Regions from separate parts of the Mus musculus genome. Here region 1 is linked to region 2. Evidence: chromatin contacts called from public HiChIP or PLAC-seq data. All regions are on one chromosome and are shown on one strand. Each heading gives the region's core, a stretch centred on a gene start, on an enhancer-like site or on the middle of the called end of the contact. The rest is flanking DNA. Distances are from core to core; before and after follow the strand shown.

The links. HiChIP or PLAC-seq counts read pairs in DNA pulled down with a chosen protein or histone mark.
Region 1: a contact with region 2 is called in an H3K27ac HiChIP or PLAC-seq map of VIP interneurons, with 3 times the contacts expected there. The contact joins the promoter of A230077H06Rik here to the enhancer-like site in region 2. A contact is called at or near these places in 6 of 39 promoter capture datasets (cranial neural crest, embryonic stem cells, hippocampal neurons and 2 more), 9 of 484 Hi-C or Micro-C datasets (cerebellar granule neurons, cerebellum, cerebral cortex and 4 more), 7 of 115 datasets of contacts at active chromatin or transcription factors (SST interneurons, VIP interneurons, astrocytes and 4 more) and 4 of 9 other capture datasets (adipose tissue, embryonic stem cells, liver and 1 more).

The regions. Positions count from the first base shown.
Region 1 is chr7:40,895,849-40,899,755 of GRCm38.p6, reverse strand. A230077H06Rik (RIKEN cDNA A230077H06 gene) reads left to right here and starts at 1,432. Exons shown (of 5, transcript NR_040329.1): 1 at 1,432-1,557. Vstm2b (V-set and transmembrane domain containing 2B) reads right to left here and starts at 478. Exons shown (of 5, transcript NM_021387.3): 1 at 307-478. The coding sequence starts at 388.
Region 2 is chr7:40,538,348-40,542,411 of GRCm38.p6, reverse strand. No RefSeq gene overlaps it. Among named protein-coding and RNA genes, the nearest start is that of 4933402C06Rik, 130 kb to the left of the region's middle. Within about 2 kb of position 2,466, at least 2 of the 459 cell types and tissues checked have an H3K27ac peak or open chromatin away from gene starts, as enhancers often do. A contact at or near this core is called in VIP interneurons, where this site is marked.

The DNA.
Region 1 (3,907 bases), core at 183-2,682, 360 kb before region 2:
GTTTAGGGGAGGTAGGGCCGTATCACTGGAGCTGGGCTGGGAAGCGCCAACTCTGGCTTGCTGCAGGCCTCCTCTGCTTAGCGGGGACTGGGTGAAAGGACTCCCTAAGCGGACGCCACAGCTGCAGAGACCCTCTTCTGCGCTCGTGCTCCTACCCACTCCCAGCCTGGGTTGCACACCCGAATTGCTGGAGACCGTAAAGCCTGCCGCTTCCTTTCCTCCTCCGCGGTGGCCAGCGGGCAGACTTCCGTGGCCTTAGCAAAGGGTCCCCTGAGCCCATCGCGGCCGCGAAGTTCCCGCGCTCACCGTCGGCCACGAAGAGCAGCAGGCTGTGCAGTAGCAGAGGTAGCAGGTATCCGAGGGCGCCGAGCCGGTTCCGCTGTTCCATCTCCCGCAGGGTTGCGGCGGCGGCGGGGGCCCGGCGCGGAGAGGCGGCGGCGGCGGCAGCTTGGGCTCGGCTCCGGCTCGAGCTCCGGCTAGGACGCCTCGGAGCCTGCCATGGCCCCGCACGGCGCCCCCTCCCCTGGCCGCCGGCGGCCGCCAATCAGCCCAGCTTCCTTGCCGGCTGGCCCGGCGCGGCTCCGGCGGGGGGCGCTACGCGGGGGACGCAGGAGACGAGGTCCCTCCAGGAGGATCCTTCGGTCTGTACCTCCTTCAGTCCGGTGCTCCACAGGAGAATAGGGATCCGCAGTTCAGACTCTGGCGGGCGGGCCAGGAAACTGCCGGACTGCGCCAGGATCCATCCTTGGAGAAGGGAGTGAGTGCCTGTAAGGCACCAACGTCTGCCTCCTGGTCTCCTTCTGGCTGGGCTCCCGACTGCCACCTCCTCCGACTCCCGGGGAGCTCTCCCGCCGCCGCCCCCGCTGGTTTCTCCACCGCTCACTCTTCAAGGCGAGTGGGCGCTCAGCCGCGGCGTGCAGACCTGGCGTCCGACCGTAGCGCAGCGCGGGGAGAGCGGGTCCAGCGTGGCCGACCCGCAGCCCGAGAGAGGCGGGGAAAGGGGGGAGGGGAGAGGAATGGAGGGGGCGGTCAGTGGCTGGGTGGCGAGCAGCCTCCTCCACAGCATCACCCCCGCCCTCCTCTCGGAGTCCGCCCCGCCCCTACCCCGTCGTCCCCCACCTCCCGCCCCCGCCGCGGGGTCATTCGTAGCGACCACCATCTCTCTAGCTGCAGCGCAACCCCACCCCGCGTCTGCTTTGCTTAGGGGGTCCTCCCACCCAAACTCCTGGCTTCTTCCCAGTGTCCATCTCTGGAGACAGCTGCTCCACCCTGCTTTCTGTGTGTCCCCCACCCTCTCCGCAGCCCCCAGTGTCTCCAACTCCTTACCCAGGTTTGGACCACGAGCCACGCCACTCTTTGGCCCAGACCCGGGCCATGGCGGGTGGGTGGGCTCCAGGGGAATGCAAGAAGGGAGGAGTGCTATGTCCGGCCAGCAGCAAGACCAAGTGACAGTGAAGACTAGGAGTCCGCAGTGTGGGAACAAGAACTGAGCGTCCAGCGCCGGGCGAGCAGGTGCCTGTGGCGCGGAGCGCACCAGGGAGCCAGCAGGCAGTGGCCGTGAGTGACAGCAGAGGTGGTGCGGGTGGGGTGAAATGGGGAGCGCCGGGCACGACTCAGGGCTCAGGAGGTTTCTGGGTGGGGACCGTCTTCCTGCCCAGAGAGAGGGCTAGTCCCTGTGTCCTTGCAAGCAAGCTCTTCCTGGCCATTTCCCACTCTGTACCCAAAGCAAAGGGGATCCTCCAGCCCCCGGGTGGAAGCAGGCAGAGGTGGAGTACACGTTCCAGAGCCCATCCTCCACGCTTGCATCTTCTGTATCCCTGAACCTTCCCTGGCCTTCACCTAGAATGGGTCATATCTTTTAGCCACCTAGAGAGTTCAGTCTGCCTTCCTAAGGGGTGTGTGGGTGGATGAGATAGTTCAGTCCAGGCACAAGGGCTTGGGAGAGCCATAGAGCTCTCCTTGGGTCTCTCTCTTCCTCAAGGGATCCCCCAGCTAGTGGTCTGGTCTGGTCTCATTACTTGGCTTTATCTTAACTTATGGAGGCACATCCCAGTGAACTTCCCCTGAATGCTAGAGCTCTCCAAGTATCTCTGACAATGAGCTACTGGTTAGTGAAGACAGAAGACCAAAAAGGAAATAATTTCCCAGTGGCCACCCTTGTCTAAGACAACAGGAACACAGTTCCAGAGAAGAAGCTGGTAGCTCTTTGTAAGCTTTCCCCTCACCAGTGAGGACCACGGGCACTGCATTCTTCTGCCCCTCCTCTTCCTTATGTGGCCAATGGGTCATTTTCACCCTGTGGTCACTCGCTGATGCTCTGTGAGCAGAAAGCCTTGTAGACCTTTCATTCAGGGTCCCCATTGCCTGTTCCCTCTACATATATGTATACATACTTTGGCCTGCCTCCCCCTGAACATTCCACCACTCTTTAGAAACCACCATAGGTCTGTGAATGCAAGACCTTGCAGGTCTCTTGCCGTCCTCAGCTTTTGAAGGGAGGGGGCAGACTTGCATCGTGCTACACAGGAGGACCATGGCAGGTTTCTAAGGGAGCAGTTGGAGAATTGATTCCAAGCAGGGATATGATGACATGAGCTATCCCACTGTGCATTGGCTTGTTTGGAGAGGCAGTGAGTTTCTCTCCCAGTACCAGATTCAATCAAGGACTGATGGCCAGTGACCAGGCTTGCTGGAGGGATGCCAGCAGCTACAGGGAGGTACGCTTTGGTCACTCTGAAGGTCTGTGGATTCTTTCCACCCGTTCTGTCTGGTGGGGATTTTTTTGCCTGTGTCATACGTTGGTGTTACTGTCGTAGTAGAATAATAGTAATAGCTGCTTGACATCGTGTGCGTGTCACATAGCAGACACTGGGTGCACACTTTCTATGCATCAGTTCTCAACATGACAGCTAAGAGGTCCTTATCAAACCTATAAGACCACCCTCTCCTACTCAGAAGCCTACAGTGGCTCCCGCTCCAGTCAGTACAAATACCAGGGGACTCCCAAGGTCAACTGATTGCCTTCTTCATCTTTACCTTTCCCTCCCTTCTATCCTTCCCCTGGCTCCTCTCTGGACAAGATCCTCCCTCCTGCAGTGCAACACACTAGGCCCACCCTAGGGCCTTTGCATCAGCTACGCTATCTGGCTAAGATATACCTCTTCCTAATATTCATGCTCTGATTTTTGTAAGGAGGACACTTTCTTAGCTAGGCTCACCTACCTCTAACTGATGTTTAACTCTGCAGTCTGGAGCTCCCTCCCTCAGGGCTCCCTGTTTGTCTTTATGTCCCTTTCCTTGGAAGTAATCACCTTCCGTAATACGATTCAATGTCTTTTACTTATTGTCGTCCTTGGTTAATGTCTGCAAAGCTTTTGTCTACATTGGTCACTGGGGCGTCTCTGGCTTTCAGCACAGGGATAGCTAGATGAGGTGGTTTCGGTGCATGTTTGGGGCGAGGTAGTTAAGGCTCAGAGAACTTGTGGAACTTTCCTAAAATCACACAACTGGCCAAGTCAACCTAGGTCTTTCTTACTTTGGGTTATTTTTTCTTCTCCCTTCTCTTTTTCATTCCTTTTTTTTTCTTTCCAACATATACAACCATCTTCCACATCAAGAAAACCTAGAGCTCCTGAAAAAGAGCAGAGCTGACCTATTCAGCTCTGTGTTAATAGAAGCTGCTTGCCTGCCCAGGTAGATGGAGGACAGAATATGACCTTCCTCACTACCTTTAACATACAGGTGTGCTAGAGTCAAGAATGAACACCTTCAGTAGCCAAGAGTGGCTCTTGGCCGCCTTTGCTGGAGTTTCCTAGTGATAGGCAGGAGCTCTGGGATTCCTACCTTGTTCTGGCCTGGCTACTACCTCTGAAAAGAGAGCCAGATTTTTTCCTTACCTGTCCTTGGT
Region 2 (4,064 bases), core at 1,217-3,716:
GCCCATATCGGTGAGGATAGATATTTTGTCTGCAGTCCATACATTTACATGCCAATCTTTTCAGAGAATGTTGACGTTTGAATGTTAAGTATCCACATATACCACCACTAGACTCTGGTCTAAATGTCTGGTCCCCAGTTGCCAGCATTGTTTTTGAAGGTTATGGAATCTTTGGAACTCTGGTCTCGTTAGCAGAGTTAGGAGTGAATCTGTGGTGATTGTCTGCTTCTGCTTCTGACCTGAGCTCACTGCTTCCTAATCTGAGCTGCGAGGAGCCTCAGCCATAGGCTCTGAGCCCCATGCCTTCTCTACAACAATAGCATATATCTCCTTCCACTGTTAGGTTCCCAAGTTGCTTCTGCCAGCTATTTTGCCAGTGACAAGAAAGGTTGCTGATATATTGAATACCCTCATAGCTACACACAGAAATGATGTTTTAGTGGCTATCTAGTCACCTCTTAGGTAAGTTGATGTACAGAGTCAATCAGTCCAACCTCGACTGTGACTCCACCTCTTCATCATCTTGTCTGGGCGATTCCTGATTTAATGGAGGGGGGTGTCTATAGCTCAAGGCAAAGGAGCTTCCAAGTTATCACCACTAATGGCAATAGATGGGCCTAGAAGCTTATAAAGAAGGCCCGGATGATTTGAATGGTTCTTTGAGAAGAGTTTCTTCCTCCTTCAGCATCAGTAGTTCCTATGAATCAAGACACGATTAAGAAAGGGAAGCAAATTCTCAGGAGTGGTCAGAGTACTAGGTTCAGAGAATTACCTCAAGGTGAATGAGCAGAGACTGCCCATGGTGGGATGACACAAGGACTTGGGATGTGTGCATAGAGGAACGAGTCCAAGAGCTGGTTCAGCTGCGGTCCTTTGGAATGCTTGTTTTCAGGGCTGACCCTGGGTGGTGGGTGGATGTGAATGTTCCAGGTGTTTCAGAATCAGATGAGGACTGTTCCAGTTCGACAGCAAACCCTAATGGCTACAGAAGCCAGGTGCAGAATGAATGGGTCAGGCACAATACAGCTGGAGCACGGGGCATGTGCTACAGTGACAGTGATTGGACATCTCAAGGGAAAGGCTCAGACACATGGCTGGAATTGCAAGTTCTCAGACAGTGGTGGACAGAATTGATTTGGAGTCAAGAGACCCTTCAAGATAAAAACGTGAAAGGGAAAGTTTTATGTACCTGATTCTCAATCTCTGTCTCTCTGTCTGTCTGTCTGTCTGTCTGTCTGTCTGTCTCTCTCTCTCTCTCTCTCTCTCTCTCTTTCCATTATAAAACATGGTCTTATTTAGTAACTCAGGCTGGCCTCAGGCATTTCAATCTCCTTGTCTCCTGAGTGTTGGAGTTACTGGTGTATACCTCCAGGCCCTTCCTGTTCAACAAATAACTTGGAAATACTTAGGACAGGGCCTGGATGCGTGCTTTTCAGGAGGGAATTGTCACACTTGAATTTCTCTTCTCTTATAACTAAGCATTGTTTTCTTTAAAAATCTCAATATATATTCTATATTATCTTAGCCAATGTCAGTTAATAAGCAGTGAAGCAAGCCCTCTGTGAGGATATTAGTGGCATCATGAGGGTAAATAAGAAGTTATACATACCTTCATGCTGTGTGTGTGTTGTATATACACATACACATGTGTATATGCATGCATGTACATATACACAAGGTTGGGCTAAACCTAAGTGTTCCACATTAAATGTTAAGTACCTCATAGGCTCATGTGTTTGAATATCTGGCCTTAAGCTAGTCATGCTGTTGTGGGGGATTGTGGAGGTAGTGAAGAGTACATGGATCACTGGAAGCTTTGGAGGGTAGAACCAATCAGAATTCCTGCTCCATTTTCTGATTCCTGGTCCAGCCATTATGTGTAAAGCCACTGTCTCATGTTCCTGCTCTGATGGGCTAAACCTTCTTAAATTAGAAACCAGCAAGATCATACATAATTCTTCTGTCAGAAACCTACTTCCACAGTAAGAGCACTAATTCTTTTATGAAAGTAGAGTTGCCACTACCTATTGACTTTTAAGAGCGTCTTTTTGACACGGTTGGGGATTAAGGTTCCCAACACAGACTCTGGGAAAATATTCAAGCAGTGGCAGTAACTCTCAACTCTCCGACAGAAGCAGCTACTAGGCACAGTCTGGGCTCTTGTTACTCCACTGACATAGCTGCTGCCACCTTCTTCCACTCCCCTCCCCAAGCTCACTGCTCTAAGACAAGGGTGGCGACTGGTACCATCATAATGAAAACAGATTTCATTGTGTGGCTTCTTGTACCTGTCTGCTCAGCTGCAGGATCACAAGCCCTGAGCTCCAGGAAGCCTGCCAATGGAGGCTGCTAGTGAGTTGCCAAAACTCCAGTAGAGAAGAATGAATGGAAGAGCATGCTTTCTCTTTCCATCCCCTCACTTGAGCGTAATGGGAGGAGGGGGTTAGTGATCACTATGATGCTTCCCAAAGCCAGATGGCGTCATTTGGATCTGGCGTCATTTGGGATGGAAACAGGCCAGGGTATATGGAGTGAGTTCATTAGTTACAGATGCTATATTACAGTACCACAAAGGGCAGCTTATAAATAACACGTTTTTTTTTTCATAGTACTGGAAAGAAGAAGTCCAATATTAGGTTGATCATTTTCTGGGGAAGAGCCTCTGTAAGCTTGCAGAGTGCTGAGCCTGTGTCCTCACATTGCAGAAAGGCTCTGTGGTAGCTCTGCTGAAAGCACTAATCCTAGCTGGAAAGTCTCACACCTTCACCAGCTAGTTATATCAGATTAGCCACTACCTGGGGACAAGTATCTTAACATATGATATTTGTGAGGTATAGGGAGAAACACCAACATTTGCACACAGGTTATTAAAAGCAAATGCTTTGTTTAAAAGGACAAGTGTCAAGTTGGAACAATGGCTCAGCAGTTAAGAGTTTGTGCTGATTTTATAGAGGCTCTGGCTTCAGTTCCAAGCACCCTCATTAGGCAGCTCGCAACTTCTTGTAAGATCCAGCTCTAGTGGATCTGATGCCCTCATCCTGCCTCTGAGTATACTGCACACATATGATACACATAAACTCACACAGAGTGCACATACAAAAACAATAATAGTGATGAACATCAAAGGACTCTGTGTTCAGCTTCTCTGAACCTTTTTAGGAGAAATGTCTTCATTTATTCAGTGAATTTTTTTATTCTTTTTAAGTGTTGGTAAAATCTTAATTTTAAAATATACTGTGCTACCCTTGCAGGTTAGATTTAAAATCTGGACCATACATAACATGAAATTGGGGCCAGCATGTCAAACCCAACAGCCGTTCTTTGAACCCCCTAAACTGCTAGAAGCATGTGATCCTTGGTCCAAGGTGAAAGAAATTTTTTAAGGTACTTTGGAAGCCACTAAGAATGTCATTGAGCTTATTCTAAAGATCAGGTATACAGAAGGAGAGATATTGAGATAATTTATAGATAGTGCTTGTAGCTCGTGGCCATGGGTTGACTCTGTATCTTAGAAAGTCTTTAGCTTGAAAGATTAGGAAGCATGTGGAAGGATACTGGAACCATTAAGCGAGAGAATACCTCAGCTATTTTTGAACTCTAATTTGATGCTGTTAAAGTTCAGAAAAGGCCCTGGTTTCCATCACAAGAAAAACAGCCAGAATAGTTGTGCAGGCTGCCCTTGTGCCTGGATTCAATTGCTCCTGACAGGTGTCCCAGGGAGGTATAGCTCTTAGGGCTGCTGGAAGGAAAGGGAGAAAGGGCAGTCGACCAGTTAGCATGTGCTTTAAAGAGCTGCCCGTAATTTTGTCACACAGTCAGACACATGTTATAGTCCTCTAAATGGCAAGGTTTTCTTGAGTTTCTGAGTAGGTGTGGGTTGCCCATTGTGCTGAGTTCTGAGAGCAGTGCTGGAAACAACAAATGGAAGGGGAAAACAGTCATGGAATTGCTCTGTCAATGACTGCGACCTAATGCTGCTGAGTGGTATTATGTAGGGTGGGCTGTAAGCAAAATAGACAGACAAGGGCAGAAGGCTTTCTAGGGGAAATTCAGCAGGAAGGGAA